Linked DNA regions of Sus scrofa: regions 1, 2 and 3 are each linked to region 4. The links are chromatin contacts, called in public Hi-C and promoter capture Hi-C maps. All regions are on one chromosome and are shown on one strand. Each heading gives the region's core, a stretch centred on a gene start, on an enhancer-like site or on the middle of the called end of the contact. The rest is flanking DNA. Distances are from core to core; before and after follow the strand shown.

Region 1 (7,076 bases), core at 3,439-5,938, 300 kb after region 4:
TGGTGTCTCACCTGGACTGGAAGGGAGGAGGAAACTGGGGCAGAGCTCCTGGCTCAGGCTTTGGTGCACTGGCTGGAGGGGGGGACAGAGAGACATACAGACACACAGACAGAATAGGATGATCATTTACCATCTACCCGACTCCCACCCCCATGCATTATGGACCCGCCCTGGCGACAGCAGGGGATGTGACTTTGGGGGCAGTGCTTACCATGTCCCCAGGCACCCCTGGCAGACAAAAGCTCCTGTTTGCAGCGTAGAACACCTGCCCAACCGTCTGTGAGAGCTGGTTTGTTGCCACGGTCCATGAGACCGCTGGGCAGGAGGACACACACACCTGGGGGCAGAGAGTGTGCTGAGAGGCTGGTACCCTCCCCCTCGTGGGAGGGGGGATATGGGAGCAGAGGCAGGTCCCAGACGCTGACCTGGGGCGTGGGGCAGTCCAGACCATTCTGGGCGACCGCGATGATGTTGGTGGTTAGGACGCAGCTGAAGATGTTGAAGTACAGGAGATAGGGTTTATCTCTGCAGGAAAGAGGGAAGCGTATGCGTCAGGGCTTGGTCAAGTCTTGGGGAAAAGAAAGGGATGGCCAGGGCTGCGCCTAAAATGTGCAACAGGCCCATCACGGTCCAGACACACACCACCCAGCTCCTGACCTCAGGAAGCTCAGCCCAACTGGGGAGGCACAGGAGACACCTGAAAGATTTCCCCAAGGAATGTGGCATCTCAGCATCGCCACTTCTTCTTCTTCTTCTTTTTTTTTTTGTCTTTTTGTCATTTTTTTTAGGGCTACACCCACGGCACATGAAGCTTCCCAAGCTAGGGGTTGAATTGGAGCTGGAGCTGCCGGCCTATGCCACAGCCACAGCAAGGCCAGAGCTGAGCTGCATCTGCCACCTACACCACGGCTCACGGCAATGCCAGACGCTTAACTCCTTGAGCAAGGCCAGGGATCAAACCCGCATCCTTGTGGATACTAGTCGGGTTCGTTAATCACTGAGCCTCGACAGGAACTCCAGCATCGATACTTCTTCTTTTTATTTTTTTTGCCTTTTTTCTAGGGCCGTTCCTGCGGGCATATGGAGGTTCCCAGGCTAGGGGTTGAATTGAAGCTGTAGCCACCAGCCTACGCCAGAGCCACAGCAATGCGGGATCCGAGCCATATCTGCAACCTACACCACAGCTCATGGCAACGTCGGATCCTTAACCCACTGAGCAAGGGCAGGGATTGAACCTGAAACCTCATGGTTCCTAGTCAGATTAGTTAACCACTGAGCCACAACAGGAACTCCGGGCATCGGTACTTGTAACAAATGATTTAGAGCTTGAACTCTGGAGCCAAATCATCACCCAGCTTTATGAGCTTGAGCAAGTCACTTAATCACTCACGGCCTTGGTTCTATCACCTGTAAAATAATAGCAGCTACCTCATAGGGTTTCAGTGAAGTTTGGGTGTGTAAAGGGCACTGTCTATCTGGCATGTAATACACACCATAGAAATGTTCAAGGTGTTGATGTTGATTGAATGTTTCTTGCAGGCCAGGACGGAAAGCTTGGTTCCTGGAATCATCCTTGTGTTTCAGATGAGGAAATCAAAGCTCAGAGAGGCTGAGTACATTGCCCAAGATCACAAACCAGAACTTAGTTCCTACGGGGATTCAAATGCCCGTCTCTAGACTCCAGAATCCCTGCACTTAATCGTGACTCTACAATGCCTCTGGGGGGCACTCAGAAGGCAGGGGTCGAGGCTGCTCGTTGTGGCCTGGAGTGGTGAGATTCAGGGAGACTGGAGGGGAGTGTCCCCTGCCCCACCCGCTCCTGCCCCTTCTTCCTGCCTTTATACTCACTTGTTTTCCCCGATCCCGCAATAGGCCCCAGAAGAGTTCCGGGGGTAGAGGACTTGCTGGGGGTCTCCATAGACCCAGGCTGGAGACAGAGACACACAGTTAAATCCCTGGAGGGGACGCAGGCAGGGGCTTCAGAGGGGACGGCCATGGGCATGGTCCCTCCCTGGGACAGTAATGTCCCCCGGCCACTGGCCCAGCTTTGCACAGCCATGAACTCACCCACAAGCCCCACAGCAATGTAACCCAGAATGAACACAAAGAAGAGGACACAGCAGATGATATCCGTGCAGCTCCTGGGAGAGAAATGGGGGAAACCTTTGGAGAGGATGCTGGGGGGAGCATGGTCTGGAGGACCCAAGGTTTGGAGAGTTGGGGAACACTGGAAAGTAGGAAGAGGTAGGTTTCATTGTATTTTATATATATTTTTATGGGGCCGCACCTGTGGCATATGGAAATTCCCAGACTAGGGGTCAAATTGGAGCTGCAGCCATGGCAACACCAGATCCTTAACCCACTTAGTGAGGCCAGGGATTGAACCTGCATCCTCATGGATCCTAGTTGGGTTTGTTACCTCTGAGCTGCAACGGGAACTCTGTTATTTTATTTTTTAAGAAAAAAATTTTCTGGGTGGGTAAACTTTCTTCTGAAATTTAACACCAGAAAGGGCACAATTTGTAAGTGCTCGGCTGGACAAATTTTCCCAAAGGGCATATGCCTGGGTAGCCAGCTCCCAGGTCAAGACACAGAAAGAACATCACCAGTTCCCAGAAGCCCCTTTGCGCCCCCTCTAGACAAGGCAATTTCCCCAGGGCCGCCACTCTCCTGCGTAAAAGCGTTTCCCCCACAAATTTCTAACCAATATTCAGCAAATAGAAGCAAAACCAGGACACTTACTTCCCCCCTCCGCCTCTGCCCCCCACCGGTGGAGCACGGTGTCCAGAACTCACCTGTTCCTGATGGGGCCTCGGAAGGAGGGGTCATACTTGGCTGGTTTCCCTGAAGGGCGTGGGGAGAGGTGTGGAGAGTGAGGCATCGAGAGGGGTCTCTCCCCCATTTCCAGTCCCTCCAACCCTTTCCCCGCACAGGATCTGCCATGCACCGGGGTCCTCCCTGGCCCTCAGGAGTTTGGGGGGAGATGGACTAGGGCAGGGCCGGGAGGAGGGGAAATAGGAGAACAGGAAACGTTAGGATCAAAGCTTGGTCAGCAGCCTCACGGCTCACTGTGAACTCCAGCCAGGCGGCCTTGGAGGGAGGGGAAAGGGCCGCCTTTATGGGTCATTAATGGCTCGAACCTCAAGGCCGCCAGGCAAATAGCCTTCATCTCCTTCCCCCACCCTGGCTCCGGAGTCTCCCTCCAGCTGGGGTGTGGGCTGTCTTCAGCCTTCCCAGTGGCTTTCACACCCCTATCCTTGTGGGCGCAGATTCAGAGCTTTTCAGGGAGGTCATAGCCCCTTCGGCATCGACCCCAGCCCCTTCCTCTACCCCCGGCCCCAAGCTAAGGGGAAAGACACTGGAACCGAAGGCATCCACTCCCCCAAGGCCCGGGGAGGGGAGGGGCCCCTGCAGACCCCCACCCCGAAAGGACTTCGGTCTGGTCTCCAGGCTACTGTCAGTCCCTGGGAGGGCAGTCCCGGTGACACCTGAGCCTGGCAGTTGAGATTGGGGCCACGTCCTGTTCCTGGTCCTCCCTGAGTACACACAGAGAGGGGGTGGGGCCAGGCAGCCAGGGTCCCCTGTGGGCATCGAGGAGGGAGGACAGAGGGCTGGGATGGGGTGTGGTCCATTGTCCCTGGTGCCCTGGACTCTGTCCCTCCAAGGTTCTCGGACATGATGTCAATGATTGACCCAAAGCCGCTCCGGGAAGCTGAAGCTTACGAGGCGCCCTCACTGCTCCCTCCCCTAATTCCCTTTGGACCAAGGAAGGCTTCTGGGAGGCCCCTCCTTTGGGTTCCCTTCTTTCCAGAGAGAAGTTCAGAACCCCAGACCCCAGGGGGCCTCGGCAGGCAACCCCCTAGCCTTCGATGCTCACAGGTGTCCCAGTGTCCTCTCCCTTCAGACTCCCGCCCCCCAACCCCAGGCCTGGGGACCCCTGGGCAGCCTCCCAGCCTTGTTCCTCACAGATTCTGGAGACAGGCTCCCTGCTCCCTTTCCTGAGGCCTTACCCTGCAGAGGACCCTCAGCAGGTGCTGCTCCCCATTCCTCTGTGTACACCCTCCTAACAGAGACCCTCGAGACAGGCCCCCAGCCCCCTCTCCACCAAGATCTGCAGCCCCAGCTCCTCAGAGGGACCCCCAGCACCCTGTCCCCTCAGAGACCCAGAGTCCAGGCCGAAACTCCTCCTCCTCTTGGGGACCGCAGCTGCTTCTCCTGACAGCTGCCTAGACCCCAGCTCACCCCTCCCAGGCTCTGCAGCACCTGACACCCCCAGCCTGAGCCCTTTCCCCTCCTCAGGACCCTGTCCCTGCCTCCTTCCGGTTCAGGCTCTGCTTCCCAGGGCCCTGCCTCCAGAGAACCAGAGTCCAGGGCTGATAGCACCCCCTCCTCCCAGGGACCCCAGATGCACTCCGGGAAGGCTCCCCAGCCATGGCTCCCAGCCCCAGAACCCCGTCCTCCTCCCAGGACCTTCTTCCATCAGCTCATTTCCTGGTCCCTCCCCTCTGGGACTACGGCTCCCCTCAGCTCCACTCCTTGGGGCGACCCCAGCACCGCGCCCCCCTCCCCATTCCCAGTGTAGCTCTCCCTTTCCTCACTGGAGCCCGAGCCCCCATCCCAGCCTGGCCCCAGCCTCACCGTAGGCCTTGTCTGGGTCCTGTTTTTCCCCCATGGCTCAGTCTCCGGAGTGATTGGAGCCTGGGAGACCTGGCAGCTCACCTGCCACCTGCCCCGCCCTCCCTCTGGCACGTCACAGCCCCACCCCTGCCTGTGGTCCCTGACACACTCTAGTTCCTCCTACTTGACTCTGAGCTGGAAGGCGAGCCTGGGATGGGGTCAGGTCAAGGCTACTTGCTCAGGCCTCAAGGACCACGACCTGAAGGACTCCCGCACGCTCTAAGAAAACCCTCCTCAATTTTGCCAACTTCCTCACTGGTTGTACACTCCCGCCCACACCCTCCCGCAAAAGATTAAGTGTCCAGATGAGATTTGGCCTTGACCAGAGATCCTGCACCCGGTCACCCCCTGCCCCTCCCCCGGGCGGCCAGCCGCACCAGCCACACCAGGCACACCTGCCCGGCCTGCTTCCCATCCTCACCTGCCCCTCGCACCCACGTTCCCTCTGGCTGCAACCCCTCGGCTTATTACAAACCCAACATTTATTGAGAACAAAGGAAACCAGTTAGCATAGGGCCCCAATTTCAATTCATCAAACTTCAGCTAAGGATGGGGAACAGGGGGGTGGCCAGCCCTGAAGTCACTCTCCCAGGGAGGAACCAGCTCTGGGAGAGAGGGGCTGTCAGACCTCCAGGGCCTGGCGGGGATCTCTGGCTGAGGAATGTGTGGAGGGGTGCAGGGACAGGAGACTGTGGCACCCCCAGGTGTGGGCTGTGGGCAGCAAGTAGCAGAGGTGGCTGCCGAGTTGGTGGCCGTCCTGGGGTAGGGAGGGGTGTGTGTGGTCCACTCTCAGGGGTTGACGGGGGGCAAGGAGCTGAGCTCGGGCAGCAGCTCGGGGTGGGGGTCCAGGCGGGCCAGGCGGCTCTGCTCCAGGGCGATGGCCTCCGCTGAGTGCTTGCACTTCTCAGAGCCACACTGGCAGGTGAAATATTTGCTTTTGATGTCCCAGAAGCGGTCACCATAGTCAAACCTGTCAGGGGAGCACAGGCGGTCTGTGGGACCCAGACCCACTCCGAAGCATCTGTCCCCATCTTCTGCGGGGCTCTGAGGCCTCCTATGCTCTCTGCACCTACAGCCCCAGCGCTGCCCAGGAGCTTGTTAGGAATGAGGACTCTTGGGCCTCATCCCAAACCTACTGACTCAAAACCTGTGCGGCTTGGGACTCTGTTTATGGCCCGTTTCAGAGAAGCTCTGCTCTAATCCGTGCCTGGAGAGCAGGCACTCTCCAGCCTTCCTGCTCTGGTCCCGGGCCGGCTGCCCCTCCCACACCCATGGCCGCGTCCCAGGCTGCCTCACCCCAGCTCCTCCCCGGTCCGGATGTCTCGTGAACTGAAGAAGGCAATGCGCGGAAATCGCAGGTCTTGGTGTAGCATGAAGACCCGGACGGGGATGATGTTGGGGTCACACAAGTGGTTGATGAAGCGGCTGATGTTGCCGTAGTAACGGGCATCGATGCAGTAGACTTCACCATCCTGAGGGGAGGGCGGCAGTCAGCACATCCACCACCCACCACCCCTCGAGCCCACCGACAGCCCGAGGCCCCTTCCAGTTTCCATCTGCTGGCCGAGAGGAGGTGATGGAGGGGTCTCCCGCCCACCTTGTTGTCCAAGTCGAAGAGATAAGAATCATCCTCTCTCACGTCAGCCTCGGCATCAGAGATCAGCTCTCCCACATACCTGTGGGCAGGAGGTGGTGGTGCCGGGGTTGAGGGGGGGTTCCTGGGAACAGGCTCTGGGCTGTCTCGCCTCACAACCCCACAACTCCTCTCCTGCTGCCTGTCAGCTGCCCCAGTCACTGTCCATGAATCTCACAGATCAGCACGGCTGGGGCTCGGGTGGGCAAGGCACATGGGGTCCCGAGGACAGGGCACATTGTCTGGGGGGGGAGGCGTGGGAAGCCCCTATCCAGGCGGGGGATCAAGAGGAGGAACAAGGGACGCAGGCATGTGAGGGTACACACAGGACACACTCCTGCCAGCTGGGGTCCCCACCAGACAGCCAGGACAACAGGCAGGACGACAGCCTGAGGCCAGGGCTGAGCTGGGGAAGCAGCAGTGGGTGTTAGAGGGAAGGGCTGCTGCGGCAAAGGGATCAGTGTCTGGGGGCGGCCTGGGTGAGGAAATCTCTTCAGCTGGAGACACTGGAGGTTTGGAGACTAGGAGTCACCCCGCAGGCAGGGGCGGTTCCGGGCTGAGGGCTATTGGAAGGGACGGGTCCACAGAAATGTGAGGACCTGGGGGGCGGTGAGGAGCTGTGGAAAGCAGAGTGAAGAGGAAGGATGGATGGATGGCAAGTAGGTGAGGACGGTGTCATGGGAGCCATCAGGGGTGGCAGACGGCAGGAGGAGGAGGAGCACTGAGACACACGGAGAGGCAGAGGGAAAGGGTAAAGGCGGATGTG
Region 2 (7,367 bases), core at 2,000-4,499, 470 kb before region 4:
TGCTGTGGCTCTGGCGTAGGCTGGTGGCTTCAGCTCCAATTCGACCCCTAGCCTGGGAACTTCCATGTGCCGTGGAAGCGGCCCAAGAGATAGCAAAAAGACAAAAAATAAATAAATAAATAAAAATTAAAAAATAAAAAATAAAAAAAGCAAACAAACAAACAAACAAATAAAAAAAACAGAACAGAAAGACTTTCCTTTTGTCTCCTGGGCACTGGGACTCACCATGGCTTTCCGGTCTTCCTCAGCCATCTTGAGGCGCTTCTGAGCCTCTTCATAAGCCTAGGAGAAGAAGGCAAGAGGCCCAGAGAGGACTTTGTGAGGCCCAAAGTCCCCACACCCATTCTCTTTCTAGAATCCCCAGGCTCAGTCAGGTGTTCTCCAGCACAAAGAAATGTCCCCCCTCACTGAGGACTCTCTGTGGCTACAGGTCCAGCAGAGAGCCTTCTCAGCCGGAAGACGCCACTGGAGGCAGCTCCTGTCTTCCGAAAGGTCACTTTCTGCAATCACACCAAACCTCAGACGCAACTTCCTGGGGATTTATGGAACGTGCTGCTCCTACAAACCTTCTTGTCTGAGCGCTCCAGGACGTTGCGAGTTCGATCCTTGTCCCGCTGCCTAACCCGCTCCGCAAACGCATCCCGTTCCTCCAGGTCCTGAAGGCGCTCTCGCTCTGTCCGCTCCCACTCATCCTCCGACTCTGGCTTCTCCGTCTGTGGTTTATTCCCCCTGCAACCCAGCCCAGAGGATTAGTTAAGGGCATCCCGAGGCCTGCTGTCGCATTATCCACCCGCCCCATCCTCTCACCCCCCACTTTTGGTCTTTTTAGGGCCACCGCACCCATGGCACATGGAAGTTACCAAGCTAAGGGTCCTACACCACGGCATGGCAACTCGGGATCCAAGCCACGTCTGTGACCTACACCACAGCTCACAGCAATGCCAGATCCTCAACCCGCTGATTGAGGCCAGAGATCGAACCCGTGTCTTCATGGATACTAGTCGGGTTGGTTACCACTGAACAAGAATAGGAACTCCTCTCTCACCCTACTTCTGACTTACCCTGTAGTCTTCTTTCCTTTCTCAGGAACTTCTTCCTCCTCTTCTTCCTCCTCTTCCTCCTGACGTTTCTTCCTGAGGTGTTTCCGTTTTTTCCGCTTCTTCTGGAGACTGCTCCCAGCCCTGCCTACAGCCTCCTCACTGCTCTCCTCACTGTCCTCCAGCAACCTGTAGGATCGGTTCTTTTCCAGCAAGGCTCGGGCCTCTCGCTCAGCTGCCCGAGCTGGCTTTTCTGCCACTGCCTTCCGTGGGACCTGTCAGAAGAGGAGAAGACAAGGGGGTGTGGGCAACTCCCGATCCCTGCCTACCTACTCAGCCCTGCTCCTAATTTAAGGAGTAATTTGTTTTTTGTTTTTTTTGGTCTTTTGAGGGCCGCACCTGAGGCATATGGAGGTTCCCAGGCTAGGGGTCCAATCAGAGCTACAGCTGCCGGCCTATACCACAGCCACAGCAACACGGGATCCGAGCCACGTCTATGATCCATACCACAGCTCATGAATCCTTAACCCACTGAGCGAGGTCAGGGTTCGAACCCGCATCCTTGTGGTTGCCAGTCAGAGTCGTTAACCACTGAGCCATGACGGGAACTCCAGGAGTAACTTGATCTTCAACTGGCCTTCATTCTCTCCCTTCCCCAAGACCTTGCACCAGGCCCACCTGCCTGAATGGGACCGCTCAGCTTCTAAACTTCTTTTCAGTAATTCATTTAACAAACATTCATTAAAGCCTGTCCTGTGCACCCACTGCTAGGCATTAGGGATACTGGGATACATTAAGAGAAAAATCCTTATCCTCATGGAGTTTACATTCTCAAACAGTTCTCAACTGTTCTGCCTCCCTTCTTTCCAATGACTAAGTCATTCCCATACAAGGGAGTTCCAGTTGTGGTCAGTGGTTAATGACTCTGACTGGCAACCATGAGGATGCGGGTTCGACCCTGGCCTCGCTCAGCGGGTTAAGGATATGGCGTTGCCTAGAGCTGTGGTGTAGGTTACAGACGTGGCTCAGATCCTGTGCTGCTGTGGCGTAGGCCAGCAGCTGTAGCTACAATTGGATCCCTAGCCTGGGAACCTCCATATGGTGCAGGTGCAGCCCTGAAAAGATGAAAGACAAAAAAAAAAAAAAAAAAAAATGTCATTCCAACACAAGGACTGACAAACTGACAAGGATTGTTTTGCAGAAGCCTGTCACGTGCCTGGCACTGTACCAGACTCCAAGGATACAGTGGTGAACAGATTAACAAAAAGCCCTGACCCTCACATCACAATGTTCTAATTTCATCTCTCACTAAGCACCTTGTAGGACGGATGCATCAGGTTATCTGCCATCCTGTAAACAAGCTCAATACTTTCATTCTTTTTTCTTTTTAGGGGCACACCTGTGGCATGTAAAGTTCCCAGCCGGGCTAGGGTCTAATGGGAGCTATTGCTGCCGGCCTGAACCACAGTCACAGAAAGGGAGGATCTGAGCCGGTGTCTGCTACCTACACAACCCACGGCAACACTGGATCCTTTAACCCACTGAGTGAGGCCAGAGATGGAACCTGTGTCCTATTAGTCGGGTTTGTTACCGCTGAGCCACGACAGGAACTCCCCACACATTTCTTCTATAACCGCACTACTCAAGGTGTGGTCTGTGGACCATCAGCATCACCTGGAAACTTGTTAGATTTCGAAATGAAGAAACGAAGAATCCTTTCCAGACCTACTGAATTAGAAGCAGCATTTTAACAAAAGCTCTAGAGGAATCCTACACCTGTTAAAAGTTTGAGAACACTGCTCTATACCGCTTAACCCAACGTACTTAAGCCGTCCTCAACCCGCAGGCGATAACGGACAAAGGATAAACGCCTGTTAACTGAGTTAACTTAATTCTCCAAACGCGCGTCCAGCCCAGCCTCACTGGGACAAACAACCTGGGGACCCCTTCCCTGCTCCACCCCCTCTCCTATTTCTCCCACGCCGGGGCCCCGCCCCTCTAGGCACCTTGTTCCAGAGTTTCAGGGCGAAGTCCCGGGCTGGCCCGCTGAGGTCCAGGGTATCAGTGTCTCGCAGGCGCTGCACAAACTCTTCCGCAGAGGCGCAGCGCTGTGCGGTACCGATCAGGAACTGGGCCACGTGCCGCTCGCTCAGCCCCAGCACCGAGTGCAGCTCGTCCTGCACCCAGCGCTCCAGCCCAGCCGGCGTCGCCATGGCGACCTATGCTCCTTATTCCTGGCCCTGAAAGTATCTCCAGCAGCCACGCTGGCGACCGGGCGGGTCGGAGGCCTGGAGCCCCGGGCTGGAACCTCTCCTCCCCAAAGAAGCTGCCTTAGCACTTCGGGGTTCGGTTGCTGACAGTCCAAAGCAATCTTCCCGGACCCCGGAGGCCGGAAGTGGTCCACTTTTCCGGCCTAAGCACTACGGTGGCTGAACGGGCCCAAATCTCGCGGAAGTGTACGGGATAAAAGTTTCATTTCCTCCCTTAGTTAATCTCTCTGCCTCCCCCACCACGTTGGTGATTTGTAGGTATTTCATTCAGCAAATGCTAAGATCCTAATATGCGTTAGGTACAGTTTCAGTCCCCGGGGATATAGCAAAAATCAATCCGAAACGAATCCCGTGATGAATTTACAGAGGCTGCGGGGGAGGGGGAAATTTACATGTAAATTAAACATGTAGGAGTTCCCGTGGTGGCGCAGTGGTTAACGAATCCGACTAGGAACCATGAGGTTGCGGGTTCGGTCCCTGCCCTTGCTCAGTGGGTTAACGATCCGGCGTTGCCGTGAGCTGTGGTGTAGGTTGCAGACGCGGCTCGGATCCCGTGTTGTTGTGGCTCTGACGTAGGCCGGTGGCTACAGCTCCAATTCGACCCCTAGCCTGGGAACCTCCATATGCCGCGGGAGCGGCCCAAGAAATAGCAAAAAGACAAAAAAATAAAAAAATAAAATAAACATGTAAATTCTATGAAACCAAAAATAACGCAAGGTTTGTGAGTGTGTGTTTGCGGGAGGGCGGTGAAGTCCATTTCAAATTAGAAGATCGGTCCACTTATTACAGATTCGCCCGTGCTGATTAGGAGTGACCTTTGCTAGGACTGATACTTTCTGCAGAAATGAATATAGGTTAAGCATAAGGCAGGACTCTAGGTAGGAAGAAATTTGGGATCTGAAGGAAAAAACTCAGTGCCTTCTCAGAAAGTTATTTTAGAAGATCTCCAAACTAATGCACAAAATGTATTTTGCTTTTTTTTTCTTTCCTGACAGCTTGAGAGATTGATCAGTGGCTACTTAATTTTTTTTGGCCACGCCCAAGGCATTTGGAAGTTCCCTGTGCCTGGATCTAACCTGCTGCACAGCAGTACAAGGCCAGATCCTCACCCGCTCGAATCAGGGAACTCCACCGTCTGCTTAACTTCATTTTTCATCGATTTTTAGGTCCATACTCGCGGCATATGGAGGTTCCCAGGCTAGGGGTCAATCGGAGCCACAGCTGCCGGCCTGCACCACATCCCCAGCAACGCTGGATCCAAGCCGCGTCGGTGACCTATGCCACAGCTCAGGACAACGCCAAATCCTTAACCCACTGAGCGAGGCCAGGGATCAAACCGCAATGGTTTCTAGTCGGATTGTTTCTGCTGCGCCACAGCGAGGAACTCCAAGCGCTGCTTAATTTTAAATAAGCAGAACTTGTTGCTTGACTTTGCTATCTGACCTCTTTTTGATACTGCTTCATACTTTTACAATTAATCGGATTTATCAGACACAACTGTTGGGAAACAAAACATTTCTTATTCCAATTAACAGCCACAGGTAGCTCCACATCATTGATTTCTTGGATCACTGTTTTCTGTTTCTAAAATGAACCCTAGGCACCCCTGGCATCTCAGAGCTTTCTGCCTCTGCTTTCCTGGGTCACAGCTGATTAGGATCTTTACCAAATTAGCTGCCAGCGTTTCCCTCCATGCCCACACTCTCTCTGAAGGGGCTCATTCTTTTGACACTTTGCTTGTTCCCTTGCTAGTAAATTAAAGACTTTCAACATATGTCTAAGATCAATTTGTCTGGAGTTCCCACTGCAGCTTGGTGGGTTAATAACCTGACATAGTGTCCATGAGGATGAGGGTTCAATCCATGGCTCCATCAGTGGGTTAAAGATCCAGCGTTGCTGCAAGCTGAGGTATAGGTCTCAGATGTGGCTCAGATCTGACATTGCTGTGTGGCTGTGGTGTAGGCTAGCAGCTGCAGCTCCAATTCAACCCCTAGCCCAGGAACTACCATAAGCCACAGGTGCAGCTGTAAAAAAGAAAAAAAAAATCAACTTGTGTAACACATTTTGTTTTTAACAAAGGGGGATTCTCCTTTGACTAGGTTGGGAGAAGCATCCTCTAATGACAGGAATATAACTGCTTAGCCATGTCTTTTACTAGCCAGAACTTTAAAAAATGACCTAACAATTAAAATATAGATATTCCACATTTGTGGAAGATAGAAATTCATTGAAATGGGAAAACCTTCCTGTAACCACAACACTTGGACCACAAAGCCATGAATTATCTATGGTTCATAAAACTTTAGGAATATAAAACCCATCACCTATCAGAGGAGACCCTTTTTCAGGAATCTGAACATAAACCTGCAATTTCCGCAGATTTATTTAGTTAGTTAGTTTTTTGCCTTTTCTAGGGCCACTCATGTGGCATATGGAGGTTCCCAGGCTAGGAGTCTAATCAGAGCTGTAGCTGCCGGCCTAGGCCACAGCCACAGCAATGTGGGATCTGAGCCTTGTCTGCGACCTACACCACAGCTCATGACAACACTGGATCCTCAACCCCCTGAGCAAGGCCAGGGATCAAACCCGCAACCTCATGGTTCCTAGTCAGATTCGTTAACCACTGTGCCAAGATGGGAACTCCCCTCAGTAGATTTATTATTTATGGTCCGGAGTCTTGGAGTAAAATCCCATGGATTAGCCACTACTAATCATACACTCTCTGGCTGCTTGCATTGCACTAGGCTTCTGACCATAGTCCTTCAATTCAGAGTGTCTTTTGCCTCCAAATTTTTAGCTCTCTTTATCTATTCACTCATTTATTCAGTCATTCATTCTAGAAATAATTTTCTGTGTCCACTAGGTGCCAGGGCTGGGGATGCTAGGTAAACCCAACCAACATCGTCTGCCTTTGTGGTACTTCCAGTTTAGTGGATGCTTCCTCAAACCAGTCCTAGACTTTTTTTTTTTTTCCCTTTTTTCTTTTTTTCTATTTAGGGCCCTACCCACAGCATATGAAGTTTCCCTAGCTAGGGGTCCAGTCAGAGTTGTAGCCACCAGCCTAGGCCACAGCCACAGCAACACCAGATCCAAGCTGTGTCTGCAACACTGGATCCTTAACCCACGGAGCAGGGCCAGGGATCAAACCTGTGTCCTCATGGATACTAGTAAGGTTAGTTAACCACTGAGCCACAACGGGAACTCCAAACCATTCGTAGACTTAAATAATAATAATAATAATAATAATAGTAATAATAATAAAAGGTTTAAAAACTCCCCCAAAATACCAGTCCTTCTCCTGCTAGTCCTTTGAGGAACCAGGGCGAGCTCTCCCACAGCCCTTTTGATAGGTCAGTGCTGAGTTTCTGGTCCATTCCCATCATTTTCCCTTCCCACAGCCATGGCTACTTCCTTCTCAGGGCCAGTAAGAAGATGAGAGAAGCCTGGAATGAGGAACCCATACTAACCCCACCCTCACCACATGGACTTTTTTTTTTTTTTTTTTGGCCCATCTTCCCCATGTGGAAGTTCCCTGTAGTGTCAACACTGGATCCTGTAGTGTCTCCACTGTGCTGCAGAGAACTCCAGCATATGCTTTTTCTTTGCAAGCGTGCGTGTGCGTGTGCGTGTGTGTGTGTGTGTGTGTGTGTTTATGGCTGCACCCACAGCATATGGAAGTTCCCAGGCTAGGGGTTGAATCAGAGCTACAGCTGCTGGCCTACACCACAGGTCACGGCAATTCCAGATCCTTAACCCACTGAGCGAGGCCAGCGATCAAACCCGAAACCTCATGGTTCCTAGTGGGATTGTTTCCACTGCACCATGACGGGAACTCCGCATATGCTTTTTCTAAAGAAAGAGAAGTAGCGGGAGAGTCGGAGAGAGCTCCATTTTATTATGGAAAGTTAAAAAACAAACAAAAACAAAACAAAACAAAAATAGGCAATGGAGAAGGAAGGAGAAACGGGAAGAGAGTTGAGGTGCCTCATGATCCACCCCACACCCTCGCAATTCAATTCACTCGTGAACCACTAGGAGGAACAGAATTAAATAACTGGGG
Region 3 (7,535 bases), core at 2,241-4,740, 370 kb after region 4:
TAGAGCCCAATATGTGGGTTTGTCATTTTTCTCAACCCCCAGCCCCTGAGAGACACAACACTGGAAACCATTACCTCCTGTAGATCGTCGTCGGCAGATATACTCCGCTGGAACGGCTGGAAAGTGGGGACTGGCCCCTTCTCAGGGTCCTGGGAAGGGGGTAGAAACCTGCCTCAGTGCAAGAGCAGGAGGCTGCCTAACCCTGGGACAGAGGGGCTTCCTTTTCCCTCCTCCACTTCTTGGCTCCCCCGGCCTGTCTTTTTTTCTTTTAACTCTTTTATATGTTTCTTATTTGACTATGTGTTTTTTTTTCATAAATAACTTAATACACACTTAAAGCATGTAAGTTATCTAAGAATGTTCTGGAGTTCCCTGGTGGCCTAACGGTTAAGGATCTAGTGTTGTCACTGCTGTAGCTTGGGCCATGTGGCATAGGTTCGATCCTTAGCTTGGAAATTTCCACATGCCATGGATGTGGGCAAAAAAAAAAAAGTCTTGGATCTGATGACATTTCTATCTCGATTCAACTTCTCAGAGTATGAGGTGGATTAGAGCCAAAGAAAGTGTAAAATAAAGAAGAATCTAGGAGTCATCTAGCTCCTTCATTTTCGAGGTAAGAAACCTGAAGCTCAGAATGGCAGAGCAATTGCCCAGGACTGAACCAGCATTACTTTCCCCCTAAACCTACCTCTGTTCCAACTTGGCAGGATCCCTCTGAAGTCACGGATGCCCTGAACCATCTTTCTCCCTGTGCTCACCTTTAACTTCCCCTCTAGAGTTCGAGAACGTTTGAAGCCCGAGTTCTTGGTCTCGGCCTTGATGGCACTGATGGCTCCTGACTTCACCAGCTGCTTTGCTTGCTCAGTTGCTGTGGCCGTGTCCACCACGGGCTGCTCTGACAGAGCTGGAGTGGCGGGGGAAAGAGGCTTTGTGTTGGCCAGGCTGTGACAGAGGTCGGCCTGGGCTCCTCACTTCCGGTCTATCCCCACTTCCCCTGTCACTCACAGCGTTTGACACCACCTTGGCTGGCAGTGCTGCTGCTGCTTTGCTTCTTCAGAGCCAGCAATGCCTTTTTCTGGGAATGAGAGTGAGAAGAGAGGGGTCAGTGAGGGCCAGTCCCTGCCCAGGTCCTCTCCCAAGGCCCCTGGGCACATCACTCCAGGGGACAACTTTCTCAGAGAAAATAATGCAAATGGTGCCCCTAGAGTGGCACACTGAGGCAGCCCTGCCTCTCACATATGGTCCCCCAGAGCATCTACAATGCTAACAACACCTAATCTATTCAAACCACAGTATCCAGAGGCTTTCCAGAGTCTCACGTTTCTCAAGTCGAAGACAAGGGGTTTAATCATAGACCAGAGTCTGCAGATACAAGCTGCAATTAAGTGTAAGTCTCCATGCCTTCTTGGGGGCTTCACCTGTCCGCCCCCTAAACGTTTAATCAGAAAGAGCATCACTAGGAATTTCTGTAACAGGTCTATGCAGAAGTATGAGACGGAAATCCTCCCCTCAAGAAGCTTAGAGTTTGAGAAATAAGATGACCAGACTAAATTGTCAAGACTGATTAAAGAAGTGTAGACTATAGCTGAGAGCAAGTAAGACCTTCCTGATGCCCACATTAAACTGAGCCCTGGATAGAATCTACAATAACATACAGAAAAGAAAAGGCATTTTAGACAAAGAAAACAAGGCGGCAAAGATGCAGAGATAAGACTCTGGGTGTGTGTGTGTGTGTGTGTGTGTGTGTGTGTGTGTGTATGTGTGTGTGTTTTGGGATTAAGGAATAGTTCTTTTTTTTTTTTTTTTTTTTTGTCTTTTTGTTGTTGTTGTTGTTGTTGTTGCTATTTCTTGGGCCGCTCCCTCGGCATATGGAGGTTCCCAGGCTAGGGGTTGAGTCGGAGCTGTAGCCACCGGCCTACGCCTGAGCCACAGCAACGCAGGATCCGAGCCGCGTCTGCAACCTACACCACAGCTCACGGCAACGCCGGATCGTTAACCCACTGAGCAAGGGCAGGGACCGAACCCGAAACCTCATGGTTCCTAGTTGGATTCGTTAACCACTGCGCCACGACGGGAACTCCCAGGAATAGTTCTATTTGACGAGGAAGGGCTGCCAAATTAAGGCTCTTTTATAGACAATGTGAAACCACTGGCTTTTGAGAAAAAGAAGGACAGTGTTTTCTGTTTTCAAAGCACCATTTTAATAGAAGTAAAAAAGTCTGTCGAAAAAAGAAACTTGCTGAGAGACGATTACAACAGTCTAGGTGAGCATCAGCAAAGGCCTGACTGCGAGAATACACAGGAAGGAGTAAACAGAAGAAGTTACTTCAAAGGAGGAATCAAGACGACTCGGCAAACATTTGGCTACGCAAATAAGACAGAGACGAGATCTGGATTCCAAACAGCGGGAGAAGTGAATGGAGTCAGTCCTATTTGGAAGACCAAGATTAGAATAGGTAAGACCAGAGCGGCAATATATGAAGGTTATTGGCAAGATACAGATGGAACTAAAAAAAACCAAGCCTGGGATCACCAGTTCTTAGGTGGTACTAAAAGCCGGAGGAAAGGAAGACACCTCCATGGCAGACTATACAGAAAAGAGAGAAAAGCAAGTATCCACCTTGAGAAAGTCCACCCATGAAGGGACACTGAGAGGTGCCATGTCTCTAGGTATGAGCTAGAAGAACCCCCACCCCCCCATCCCCTCACACTCACCCCAGGTGTTCTCAGTGTAGAGTCTTTGAAAGTTTGGGCCATGCCCACACACACTCCCTCACCTTTTTCTTGAGTTTGTTGAATTTCTTCTGCAGAGCCTCCTCCTCCTCGCTCAGTCCGGGGGGTATCACCAACATGGTGGCTCCTGGTTCAGGGGCAGGGCCCAAGACATCTTTCTCCACTGTCACCGCCCAGGGGTCACACGCCGTCCACACTGCACCCAATCCCACCCCTCCAGGCCTGCCTACTCCTGTCTTTTGCCTCTCCCTACCCCTTGCTTAAACCAGCTGCCGTCCAAGCCCCCGCTCGTCGGGATCAACCAGCATTCCCTTCTCTCTCCGGGAATCACGGATACCAGCGCCTTGGGGCACCACGTAGCCCAGGAAGGGAGAAACACCCCCTCCGTCGCGAAGACGATGGCACCAGACCCCCCCTACCTCGCTGGGGTTAGTATGGCATTCGCAGGGTCCGAAAAGCAGAGGAGGCAGTGGAACCCGCGCAGCGCTCTCAGAGCAACGAACAGGGCAAGAAGAGAGAAGGAGCTCGGAAAAAAGGGGCGAAGGGTGAGACGGAGAAGGCCTTACCTGAGGGGGCGGCAACCGGAGCCCCACGGTCTCGGGCGGCGCCCGCGCGGGCAGCGGATCGCTGGCTCGGAGCGATGACGTAGCGAGGGGCGGAGACCGCGGTAACCAAGGCGGCTCGCGGCGCGCACACTTCCGTCCGGCCTCCCACCAGCTTGGGTTCCGCCCCTCGGTAGTGCTCGTCCCCGCCCCCAGCGGGGTGTGTTCCGGAAGTCGCCGCTAGTTCCGCGGGTTTCGGCTCCTCCCTACACTTCCGGGCTGCCCGGCAGCTACCGTGGCTCCAGGATGATGGAGACGGAGCGACTCGGTGAGGGGGCAGAAGGTGGGAAGGAGGAGGAGACAGGGAATGACCCTTGACCCCTGACCTGTGATTTTCCTCCCATAGTGCTGCCTACCCCAGATCCCCTGGATCTGCCCCTCCGCGCCTTGGAGCTAGGATGTACCGGGCGCTGGGAGCTGCTGAATGTGCCTGGGGCTCCAGAGAGCACCGTGAGTGACTTTTAGCTCTAACCTAACCTTGACCCTTATTAATAGGGCTTAAAACCCCTTTCAGCCTTCTCACAGTAGGGTCTAACCTGACCTGGCTCACCTGTCTCTGGACACCTGTCATCCCAGCTTTGGACTGGTGCGGGATGGATCCCAACCCAGTCGACCTGCAGTGCGTCAGAGCCCATGAGAAGACAGAGCAGGGAGCCCTGGGGATAACTTTAGCTCTGAGAACTGCTCTTTCCAGTGGGTCTTTTCTCCCTGGCATCTTCTTCTGTCTCCAAGCACCAGGGCACTTGTTGGTGGCTGATAGGTCAGCCCTTGAGCACCTTCGGTTTTTCATCCTTAGGTCTGGGGCTCCTTTTCCTAAAACTAGTGATTATCAGAATCTGTGTGCCTCATGATTAGAGGGGGAGCTTTCCTAAATTAGAAATTCTTAGGTCCATCTCCAGAAATTCTTTAATCCAAAATCTATATTATTAAACAGCTCTCCAGATAATTCAGTTGCAGGTCAGTTTTTCCTATAAAGTAGGACAACCTTTGGAAACTATTGCTTCAGCCTAATTGTCCTAGCCTGTATGGGACACCTACCATTTCTGATCTAAACATGAAGCCCGTCACCATCTCTTTTGTCTGTGTCTTACTCTCTTTCCTTGCCTCATGCCTCTCGTCTTGCCCTGTTCCAGCTTCCCCACGGCCTCCCACCCTGTGCCCCAGATCTGCAGCAAGAAGCAGAACAGTTGTTTCTGTCCTCTCCAGCCTGGCTGCCTCTGCATGGTGTGGAGCACTCAGCCCGGTGAGGAGTCTAGAGGGGCCTGGACTAGGGGAAATGGGTTCCTGAAGGAAGTTGAGACAGAGGAGAAAGAGCTGAAAATTTCTTTCTGTCCAGAAAATGGCAGAGGAAGATGGATCCCTGGTCTCTCCTGGCCGCACTGGGGGCCCCAGTCCCCTCCGACCTGCAGGCCCAAAGACACCCAACCACAGGCCAGATACTAGGCTACAAGGAGGTAAGAGGTCAGGGGCCACAAGAAGCAGAGTTGGGAAGTGGGGGGGGTGGGGTGGGGGGGTGGCGGCCGGAGCGGGGGGTTGTCAGAGGCCAACTCAGCCTCACTGGCGCTCTGATCTCTTGCCTCAGGTCCTGCTAGAGAATACAAACCTGTCGGCCACAACCTCCTTATCTCTTCGCCGGCCACCAGGGCCCGCCTCCCAGTCCCTGTGGGGGAATCCAACACAGTACCCTTTTTGGCCAGGTGATGCTTGTGGAAATGGGATGGTCGGGGAGAGGGAGCCCTTATTCTCCACCCCCCTGAGTCATGGCCACCCCATGAATCCCTGTTTCTCCAACCTCTCCCCAGGTGGGATGGATGAGCCTAGCATCACAGATCTGAGTACTCGGGAGGAGGCAGAGGAGGAGATAGACTTCGAGAAAGGTGAGGTGGTGCCAGGATGGGCCCTTTTGAGGGAGGGCTCTGAGCCCAGGCCCCGAGGAGGAAGGGCCCAGGCCTCTCACTGGGTCCTTGCTGGCTTTCTTATTTCTTTGAGCAAATTAGAAGGAACCCTGCTGTCAACTGTTGGAAAAGTGTCATGACAAATATCCCCAACTACAGCATCTACACTGTGAATGATGTCCTTTAGGTTTATATAGTGACTTGTTCAGCAGCTTGCAGTAGCCCTGATTCTCTCTCTCTGTCCCTTTCCTCCAGATCTTCTGACTGTTCCGCCCGGCTTCAAGAAAGGTGTGGACTTTGCACCAAAGGGTGAGTTTCAGTTTTGAGATGGGGGCGTAGAAGAAGTGGCGCCCTACTGCTTCAGAGCAGAGCTGGACATGACTGTTTTTTGCCCTGCTCCTCAGATCACTCAGCTCCAGCTCCTGGGTTGCTCAGCCTCAGCCGCCTGCTGGAGCCCCTGGATTTGGGTGGGGGCGATGAGGATGAGAGTGAGGCAGTGGGACAGCCAGGAGGTGCCCAACGGGACGTTGTTTCTGCCCCTCCCTGCAGTGCTCCCCTGGCTCGAGCAAGCAGCTTGGAGGACCTAGTGTTGAAGGTTGGTGGTTCTGGGCTGTTGAGGCAGGGAAGAAGGGGCCTTGCCCCGGACAGGGTGGGCGGGCCTGCCTGGGTCCAAGAGAAAGACTGGAGCATCTTTTGGTTGGGGTGGTAGTGGAATGCTCTCTGCCTCTGTCTTTATCACCCCTACCTCTGACTTTTCCAGGAAGCGTCCACAGCTGTAGCCCCCCGAGAGCCTCCCAAGCCCCCACCTCAGGAAGAGTGGGCCATTCCCGTGGATGTCACCTCCCCCGTGGGTGATTTCTACCGCCTCATTCCCCAGCCAGCCTTCCAGGTAGTGTGAGCAGCCCTCACCCGCTCTCCTCCGCCCCCACCCCAGCCTTGGGTCCTCCCCCCACCGGAGGCCTGATGCCTTCAGGCCAGTGTTGGACCTCAGTCCTGGCCTGGCCTCACCTTGGCTTTCTCCCTGCTGCCCCGAGTGCCCCTCAAGTTGGAGGCAGGAAGACCCCCTCCATTCTTCAGCCCCGATCTCCTGCTCTCTCCCACAGTGGGCGTTTGAGCCAGATGTGTTTCAGAAACAGGCCATCCTGCACTTGGAACGGCACGACTCAGTCTTTGTTGCAGCTCACACATCCGCGGGGAAGACAGTTGTGGCTGAATACGCCATCGCCCTCGCCCAGAAACACATGACACGGTACAGGTCCCCGCCACCGCCTCCCCCTTCACCATCCCTGTTCTCACCTGCGCCCTTTCTAAGTCTCATCTCTTCTCGGCTTCCCTGCCTCATCCTTTATTTATTTATTTACTCATTTATTTTGCTGTTTCGGGCCAGATCCCTGGCATATGGAGGTTCCCAGGCAAGGGGTCCAATCAGAGCTGCAGCTGCCAGCCTACGCCACAGCCACAGCGATGCCAGATCCTTAACCCACTCTCTAGGGCGAGGGATTGAACCGGCGTCCTCATGGATACTAGCTGGTTTCATGACCGCTGAGCCACAGCAGGAACTCCCCCTCCTCCTTCTTTAGATGAGAGGTGTGGGGGAGAAACCGAGCCGAGGTTGAAGAAAAATGGCAAGGAAAGGGAGAGAGGTTAGAACGACCCACGTTAGTTTAGGAAAGGGTTGGGGGACAGGGTTTTTCCGGGGTCAGGCCATGAAGGGGAACGTGAGGGAAGTTGGAATGACGAAGGGGGCACCGAGCTCTGTGCGTGCATGCTTCTGGGAGGCTCAGGCTGGGAGAGGAGCTGCTGGCTGGTGTCTGTGCCGAAGGACTGGCTAACTTCATGCCCTCTTTCCAGCACCATCTATACCTCGCCCATCAAGGCTCTGAGCAACCAGAAGTTCCGAGACTTCCGCAACACATTCGGGGACGTGGGGCTGCTCACCGGTGATGTGCAGCTGCACCCAGAGGCCTCTTGCCTCATTATGACAACAGAGATCCTTCGGTGAGAGATGGGCGCTCAGCACGGGCGGGCGTTTGGTGGGGAAGTTGAGGTCTCCCGGGAGAGCGTCTGGGCTGCATTGAGGGTGGAGACAGGCTGACGCCCCTGCGGCCTCTTTCCCCAGCTCCATGCTGTACAGTGGCTCGGATGTCATCCGGGACCTGGAGTGGGTCATCTTTGATGAGGTGCATTACATCAACGATGCAGAGGTAAGGGGCTGGGGGCCCGGGATTCCTGGCAGGCCTCTCCTGTGGAGCCGTCTTCACAGCCCGTGCCCCTCACTGCCTGAGCCACTTCCCCAGGGGTGGAA
Region 4 (7,630 bases), core at 2,335-4,834:
CTTGGCTCGGTAGTCAAGGTGACCTAGGGAGGTTGGCCCTGGAGCTAGGTAAGGGTTGTCCTTAGGTTGGGGGAGGAAGGAAGTCTGGTTCTTCAGTCGTACCCTTTCCTCAGCAGTGGAGGCAGTGGACGACATTTGCCTAAAATTATGTTGGCTGATGTAGCTGATGTCCTCAGGGCCCTGAGATTCGTGGGCATGGGCGGCGAATCAGGAAGGTATTTTGAATCCACCGAGTCTAGATTCTGCCCCAGGTGTTAAAGACAAATGGTAGGTAAGTGGTAAGGTTTGAGAGTTACATAATATTTTATAAATTTTCTACCATAACATACTTAGTCCTGCCTCTAATAGCCCCTTCGTTTGGCCTAGATTTTTTTTCTGAATGAAATATTTGATACCCACCTCCACTCCGGTTTTTATAAGTTATGGAAATCAAATGTGACTTAAAATTGAGAACTGGGGAGTTCCCATCATGGCTCAGCAGTTAACGAATCTGACTAGCATCCATGAGAATGAAGATTCGATCCCTGACCTTGCTCAGTGGGCTACGGATCCAGCGCTGCCGTGAGCTGTGATGTTGGTTGCAGACACAGCTCGGATCCTGCGTCGCTGTGGCTGCAACTACAGCTCCGATTCGACCTCTAGCCTGGGAACCTCCATATGCAGCAGCTGCAGCCCTAAAAAGCAAAAACAAACAAAAAACTGAGAAGTGTTTGGCCCTTTACCTGTTATCGCACTTAACCACTTAACACCAAGGTGTACCATTATTCCCATTCTACATCAAGCGAAAAGGATTTAGAGAATTAAAGCAACATGTGCAAAGCAATGGAGTTTGTAAAGTGACAGAGCCAGAGAAAAAACACTTACTTATTCTCTACTAAATCCTGTCTCCATGCTTAAAGAGTGGTTAATAAACACACTATGGATCACCTCATTAGTTCAAGTTCTTGGTGCAGTAGGCTTGTTTCCTGTGGCCAAAAGAAATGACAGTGGTCCAAGGATGGTGTCATGGAAGGGCAGTTTTTCCAACCTGTAGTATCAATTTTTTTCAACAGTATTTTATCAACTGCCTATTCTGTGCCCGGTGCTCTCCAAAGATCTGGGGACACAGCAGTGAAGAGCTCTATCATCACGGAGTTCACATAATGGGGGAGATGCCACATAAACATGTCAAGTATCCATAAGTGCTGTGAAAGAAAATATAGCAAGGTAAAGGTGCTTGTTCCTACACCCCAGTTTTTCTCTACAGTTGCCATCTCTAGTCCTCAGGTTTCCAAAGGAGGAGCCACATGTTTCTCTATTTATTTATTTATGGCTGCACCCACAGCATGGGGTAGTTTCTGGGCCAGGGGTCAAACCCAAGCCACAGCAGCAACAACACTGAATCCTTAACTGTCAGGCCACCAGGGAACTCTGTTTCTCACTCAAGAAAAAAAATAACATACCATTTGCTTTTGTTTCTCCAGCAAGCATCAAAAACAGCCCCTTTGGGTGTCTGGGGAATACATAAACCAGGAAAATGAGAAAAAAATGAAGCAAAAGAGGAGGCTGACTTGACCCACCAATTGGTTTGCCCATAATTATTTTATTGACACTTTTTTTCATAGTTACAAAGGGAAAGTAAGGTGTTGAAGATGTAGAAAGGAAGGCCATGCATACAAGGGGACAGAGCATCACTTTAGATCTCAGGTCTTTGGGAAAATAGGAAAATGCGGAAATCCAATAAAAAGAAAGACCAACTTAAGAGAGACAAAAAGGGAGGTTAAGAGATGCAAACAACTTCCTGGCACTTCCGTAGAGAGGCTAAATCAGATCATTATTTCATCTTTTCAAGGATTATAAGGTCTCTGGGAAAAGAGGTGGGAAGAACCAATTCCTCATGGAATCACTAGGGTCACAGAATAAATGAGTAGAATTAGAAAACCACAGACAGAAATGAGGAAACAGCTGTGTTTAGGTTTTGGCAGGTGGGCAGGGGATGGTAATTATATCACAAGGTTGCCAGTCATTGAATCGCAGCTACTACATGCTAGAAACCATGCCAGGTTCTTTACAGAATGGTTCCTAACCATTGCAGCAACCCTGCAAGGTAGGCCTTATTACTGTTATTCCAGTATTGCAAATGACACTGGAGCTGGAGTTTAAGGTGCATGTTCTGGTTGCCCAGCTGGCAGGTGGCAGGGTTGGGAGAGGGATCCAAGCCTACCAGGCTCTGAAGTCAGAGTGGTTTCCACATCCCTACTTCTTCTGTCACAAAGGGGTTGGGTGAGGGTGACTTGGGATTTACAGGTTCCCAGTGAAGGATTAAGAACATGGAGATTCAGGTCTGAGCAGGATATTTATAGATTTCACAGGAGAATTATTGGATTTGCTTCCAGAATTTCTATGGAATGAGAAGGTGAAAAGGATCATGGTGGGAGGTGATTCTTGAGGATTTCTTTGAAGGGGGGAACTGGAAGGAGGAGTCGGGCCCTCCAGGGACCTGGTGTGGGTTCTAGGCAGCAATCCGGTAGTTGGGGTGGACCTGGGGCCTGACGTCGCAGACCATGCCAAGAAGCTGGGCCAGGACACGTTCCCGATTTCTTTGCTGGGAGCTCTGCATGCCCTGTACCTGGCGTCTTGTAGCCTGCTCCACCTCAGCGGACAGGTTCCCCTGGGAGCCCATGGCCTGGGGGAGGTGGGGGAGAGAAAGGAAAAAGCAGAAACAGAGAAAGAAGGCATCCAGGCACATGGAGGGAAGGATCCTGGAGCAAGGCCAGGAAGAAAGGCCCTCTCCAAAACCACTGCCATCCACAGAAATATCCAGACATCAAAGAGAGCCACGTAATGCCCTCTCCTCTAAGACCTGACAGGCAGCATCATCCTACAACAGACCATACAATCCCCACCGCCTCACCACATGCGCCCATAAAACTCTGCCCTCCACCCCAAATGTCATACTCTGCATGGACTGTGACATCCCCCTACCTCCACAAGCTATACAAGTCCTTTAAAGCTCCCAGACTCTCTTACGTATTGCAAAGCTCCATCAGCAATGTGGTCCTCGCCAGAGTCCCCTTCAGCGAGGGGACCCCTCCACCTTTTTTTCTTGTGGAATCACCCTGTATACACCTCACCAGATAGACCTATCAAGTTGCATCCCAGGGTCCCATCCCAGCTCCCCCATGACTTACTGCTTGCTGCTTGCTCTGGAATTCCTGCTCTCTCTCTCTGCGGTATTGCTCCACTTCCATCTGTGCCTCTTCCTTTGCCTGCTTCAGGCGCCGCGCCTTCCCTGGTAACAGAAGAAAGGACAGAAAGTGGAGGTAGACCCTCCCCACCACCACTAAATCTGAGAGTATGGGTCACTCCCTTCGGAAAAGTTATTCTGCCTTCTCTCAGTCAGCTAGATGCTAGATTCTGACACCCATTTCTTCCTTCCTAATAAGCCACCCCAGCTCCTTCCTCCCCACCAGCCTTGGGTTATCCGAAGGACTCAAATGTTTGCTGTATCCCTACCCCCAGTTTTCTCTCTGGACTCCTAAGGGAGAAATGAAGAGACTCACTCTTTCTGGCATCTGCCACCTTCTCAGCGGCCCGCTTCTCAGCTTGCAGGAGCTGCTGGATGCCCTGGGATTGACTGGCCATTTCTGTCGTTTATGACCGATGCTGTTTCGGATGCTATCAAGGTACCAGACGGCTCTCCCCCACACTGCCTACTTCTCCTCCCCCAGCTGTTTGCTGCAGCCTTCCACTACCCCTGGGTCTTAGTGCTCCTCTTTTCTTTCAGCCTTCTGCACCGGGTGTGCCCCCCAAATTGATCCTCCGATTGATGATGACTGCTCCTTTTCGCTCACCTCTTCCTCTGGCAGTACCCAAAATTACCGCCTGGGGGCAGCAGAGACCAGGCCCAAAGCTCCCCACAACCGTCGTCGCAGGTGCAGGGTTTTCCCACTTGGAAGGGCTAGGAATGCGGGCAGGGGTCAGGAGGAGAGAAATATCTGGGAGAGAAGGAGACATAGAAGGATTGAGAATGGGGTGAGGAGGTAAATCAATCATCCTGGGTGGTGTGTTGGGCATAGAGTATGCTGGGCTTCTCTAAATTCCAACTTGTCTTCCCCTTTTTTTCTCCCTCTCATTTCTATCTCCTTTTTCTACTTTCTCAATTCCAGATATCTCCATTCATCTCACTTGCTTTATTTTCTTGTGTCTTTTCCTGTGTTTTTCTCCTTTATGACCTGTCCCTTTCTCGGCCTTGCTGTGGTTTTGGTTTTGCATTTTCACCGTGATTTTTATCCTGTCTCCCCTGTTTTCTCTCCTCATCTTTTCGTCTATTACTGAATCATCTCTCTCCTTCCAGTTGGGGGAGGCGGGGTTCAACCTCCAGCTAGCCCTTGCCTCTGCTGCTTTTTCTGGCGTATCGTAGTCTTCCGGTTTCAGACGGACCCTTTATCTTAAGTTCCCTAGGTTCCCCCCCGGAGGCTAGAGCAAGGAAACACCTCCCGCCCCCCTCGGGGAGGAACGACATCCGGTAACGCGCTTCAGTTCATTTCCGCCCTTTACCGGCGTGTCCGCTTGCGCCATTTCCGTCAGCCTAGAGTGTCTCCGCCCTTCCCGCCTCCCTTCCTCGCAGCGTCTTAAACATAGGCCTCGGGCCTACTGCTCCGGGGGTACTTAGGGGGGCGGGGGGCAGGTCTGATGAGTAACCCCTCCCCCCAAGTCCCAGAGGGAGAAGCCTCTACATCTGTCTGCCGGGTACATTATATTCAATTTCTAGATCATTATTTGAAATTGTGACTTTTTAAAATTCAAATTTCTGTTGATAAAAATTTCCCTCATCAGTCTTTTATTATATAACAAAATCCTTTATTAAAAATTTATGTGGGCCAATGAGCCGCAAAGTAATCATTTATCCTTTTCTCATTAAAAAAATTAAATGTGACCCCAGCTCCCTCCTCAAAATTTTTCTTCAAACTTATCTGGTAAAGAGATGAGGATTAGGACTGGCCCTCATCTTTTGCTGAAGATACGAGGAGAAATGGGGAACGGAAGGGAGGAACAGAGAGAATGTCAAAGATGGAAGAGGGAGGGACCATCCAAGGCTGAGGTCCTGACTGCTGCCTTTTTTTTCCTTCTTTCTCAGCCCAAGAGTTCCATGGCCTCCACCTCCCGTCGCCAACGCCGAGAGCGTCGCTTCCGTCGTTATTTGTCTGCAGGACGGCTGGTCCGGGCCCAAGCCCTCCTCCAGCGACACCCGGGCCTTGATGTAGATGCTGGGCAGCCCCCACCACTGCACCGGGCCTGTGCCCGCCACGATGCCCCTGCCCTCTGCCTGCTTCTTCGGCTTGGGGCTGACCCTGCCCACCAGGACCGCCATGGGGACACGGCGCTACATGCTGCTGCCCGCCAGGGCCCTGATGGTGAGTCTGCCCTGGGAGGGAACAAGGTCTGGAGGACCTGGTGGGGTGTGAGATGAAGGCCAGTGGTTGAAAAATAAGCTGGTTATTTGCTCCCGAGACTTAGGGAAGAGTTGGCTTTGCTTATCATTTGTGCCTTTACATGACTGAGCTCCCTTTGTCTGAAGAGCCCTACATTCCCCAAAACAGCAAGTAGTAGTCAGAAATCATGTTTTTCTAGATTAGTGGCTATCTAGTCTCTTGACTAGTTTTTGCTTGTATTGCAAAAAGTACGACAGAGGATACTCTTTGCAGTTACATTGTCTGGGTTCAAAGTCCAGCTCCATGATTAATAGCTGTGTATTCTTGGCAAGTTTCTAAACTTTCCTGATGCTTAATTTGCCCTTGTGCAGATTTTTTTTTTTTTTTTTAATGGCTTAAATGCAAGTTCCCAGACCAGGGATTGAATCCGAGCCACAGCTGTGACCTGCACCACAGCTGCAGCAACACTGGGTCCTTTAACCTACTGCATTGGGCCAGGGATCAAACCTGTGCCTCTACAGCCACCTGAGCCACTGAAGTTGGATTCTTAACCTACTGCACCACAGCGGGAACTCCCCCATGTGCAAAATTAGATAATGACCCTTGCTGTGTGCCAGGCACTTCTCACAAAGCAGCTCATTTAATCCTCACAACTACCTTATGAAGGTACAAGTACTAACATTAACCCCCATTTCTCAGATGAAGAAAAGCACAGAGAAGTTCAATAATTTGCCATAGTTGGAGTTCCCATCGTGGCTCAGCAGCTAACAAATCTGACTAGCATCCATGAGGACGCAGGTTCAATCCCTGACCTCACTCAGTGGGTTAAGGATCCAGCGTTGCCATGAGCTGTGGTGTAGGTCACAGATGTGGCTCAGATCCTGCGTTGCTGTAGCTGTGGTGTAGGCCGGCAGCTGCAGCTCTAATTCAACCCCTAGCCAGGGAACCTCCATATGCTGCAGGTGTGGCCCTAAAATGCAAAAAAAATAAAATTAAAGAATAGTTTGCCAAAGTCACACAGCTGTTAAGTGGTAGAGCAAGAAAGCCTAACTAGACTGTCCATGCTCTTAATAGCTGCTTTATCCTGTGTGATAACTTTATAGAATTACACAGTGATAATGCCCACGTTCAAAGCACCCATGCTGTGACGTGTGTTTTAAGAATCAACTGAGGAATTTCCCTGGTGGCATAGTGGGTTTAGTATTCGGCACAGGCTGCAGCTGTGGTGCAGGTTCAGTTTCTGTCCCAGGAGCTTCCACATGCTGCAGGTGCAGCCAGTCAGTTGACATAAAGAATACATGAGTAGAGCCCCTGGCAACGTGATAAGCACTCTAGATGGTGGCTTATCACAGGTCTGTACTCTTTCACCCACTGTTCCGAAACTCAAAAATACTCTGAAAACCAAACATTTTTCATCCATCTGCCACCAAACTCATTTGGTGACAAAACCTAACCTAAAGCAAGGCTATCCACGCTATGTTTTTACCCTACTGATGTCAAATTTCATACATTTCAGTGCAGAAACATTCATGCGTTCAGTTACTAGGGCTGCCCAGGCTCTCAGGAGCGGCCTCGTATACAGTGTACCGCTGTCCCTTGGTATCCGAGAGGGATGTTCCAGGACCTCCCTCCCAGGATACCAGCATCCGCAGATGCTCAAGGTCCTTGTATAGAATGATGTATTTGAAGTTCCCTTGTGGCTCAGCGAGTTAAGGGTCTGGCATCATCACTATTGTGGCTCAGGTCACTACTATGATGCAGGTTCTATCCCTAGCCCAGAAATGTCCACATGCCCTGGGCACAGCCAGTAAAAATGACAATGATGTAGTATTTGCGTGCAGTCTACACACCATCTTCCTGAACATGGTAAATCATCTCTGGATTACTTATAATACCTAATACAATGTAAATGCCACATAAATAGTTACAGGCAGGCAGTAAGTTCAAGGTTTTTTTTTTTTTTTTTTGGTCTTTTGTCCTTTTTTAGGGCTGCACCCAAAGCATATGGAGGTTCCCAGGCTAGGGGTCTAATCGGAGCCGTAGCCGTAGGCCTACACCAGAGCCACAGCAACGCCAGATCCAAGCTGCGTCTGCGACCCACACCACAGGTCACGGCAACACCGGATCCTTAACCCACTGAACAAGGCCAAGGATCGAACCCGCAACCTCATGGTTCCTAGTCGGATTCGTTTCTGCTGCGCCACGATGGGAACTCC

What was found. Promoter capture Hi-C pulls out the DNA fragments that hold promoters and counts their contacts. A called contact is a pair of places that touch in the nucleus more often than the background predicts.
Region 1: a Hi-C map of undifferentiated spermatogonia shows a contact between it and region 4, with 2.5 times the contacts expected there. The contact joins the promoter of SLC44A4 here to the promoter of NFKBIL1 in region 4. A contact is called at or near these places in 5 of 47 Hi-C or Micro-C datasets (embryonic fibroblasts, epiblast stem cells, heart right ventricle and 2 more) and 1 of 2 datasets of contacts at active chromatin or transcription factors (alveolar macrophages).
Region 2: a Hi-C map of embryonic fibroblasts shows a contact between it and region 4, with 3 times the contacts expected there. The contact joins the promoter of DHX16 here to the promoter of NFKBIL1 in region 4. A contact is called at or near these places in 1 of 5 promoter capture datasets (liver) and 3 of 47 Hi-C or Micro-C datasets (embryonic fibroblasts, heart right ventricle and liver).
Region 3: a contact with region 4 is called in a promoter capture Hi-C map of fetal liver, with 2.3 times the contacts expected there. The contact joins the promoter of SKIV2L here to the promoter of NFKBIL1 in region 4. A contact is called at or near these places in 1 of 5 promoter capture datasets (fetal liver) and 1 of 47 Hi-C or Micro-C datasets (heart right ventricle).

The regions. Positions count from the first base shown.
Region 1 is chr7:23,972,542-23,979,617 of Sscrofa11.1, forward strand. It overlaps SLC44A4 (solute carrier family 44 member 4), which reads right to left and starts at 4,689. Exons shown (of 21, transcript NM_001101818.1): 1 at 4,639-4,689; 2 at 2,796-2,844; 3 at 2,068-2,141; 4 at 1,849-1,927; 5 at 426-525; 6 at 212-337; 7 at 12-72. The coding sequence starts at 4,672. It overlaps EHMT2 (euchromatic histone lysine methyltransferase 2), which reads right to left. Exons shown (of 29, transcript NM_001101823.1): 27 at 6,275-6,353; 28 at 5,974-6,149; 29 at 5,142-5,647. The coding sequence ends at 5,467.
Region 2 is chr7:23,204,624-23,211,990 of Sscrofa11.1, forward strand. It overlaps DHX16 (DEAH-box helicase 16), which reads right to left and starts at 3,250. Exons shown (of 20, transcript NM_001123106.1): 1 at 3,044-3,250; 2 at 1,062-1,312; 3 at 567-729; 4 at 226-282. The coding sequence starts at 3,250. It also overlaps a transcript of PPP1R18 not described here.
Region 3 is chr7:24,043,526-24,051,060 of Sscrofa11.1, forward strand. It overlaps SKIV2L (Ski2 like RNA helicase), which reads left to right and starts at 3,491. Exons shown (of 28, transcript NM_001101817.1): 1 at 3,491-3,603; 2 at 3,682-3,785; 3 at 4,469-4,578; 4 at 4,672-4,789; 5 at 4,918-5,032; 6 at 5,138-5,212; 7 at 5,486-5,539; 8 at 5,635-5,825; 9 at 5,991-6,119; 10 at 6,334-6,479; 11 at 7,082-7,228; 12 at 7,350-7,434. The coding sequence starts at 3,582. It overlaps NELFE (negative elongation factor complex member E), which reads right to left and starts at 3,376. Exons shown (of 11, transcript NM_001101825.1): 1 at 3,300-3,376; 2 at 2,778-2,860; 3 at 1,006-1,075; 4 at 759-904; 5 at 75-149. The coding sequence starts at 2,852.
Region 4 is chr7:23,669,418-23,677,047 of Sscrofa11.1, forward strand. It overlaps NFKBIL1 (NF-kappa-B inhibitor-like protein 1), which reads left to right and starts at 3,585. Exons shown (of 5, transcript XM_021098451.1): 1 at 3,585-3,665; 2 at 3,767-3,914; 3 at 5,120-5,396. The coding sequence starts at 5,132. It overlaps ATP6V1G2 (ATPase H+ transporting V1 subunit G2), which reads right to left and starts at 3,624. Exons shown (of 3, transcript NM_001145380.1): 1 at 3,543-3,624; 2 at 3,171-3,271; 3 at 2,492-2,665. The coding sequence starts at 3,624. The coding sequence ends at 2,492. It overlaps LOC102161099 (a long non-coding RNA gene), which reads left to right. Exons shown (of 2, transcript XR_002345613.1): 1 at 1-267; 2 at 367-928.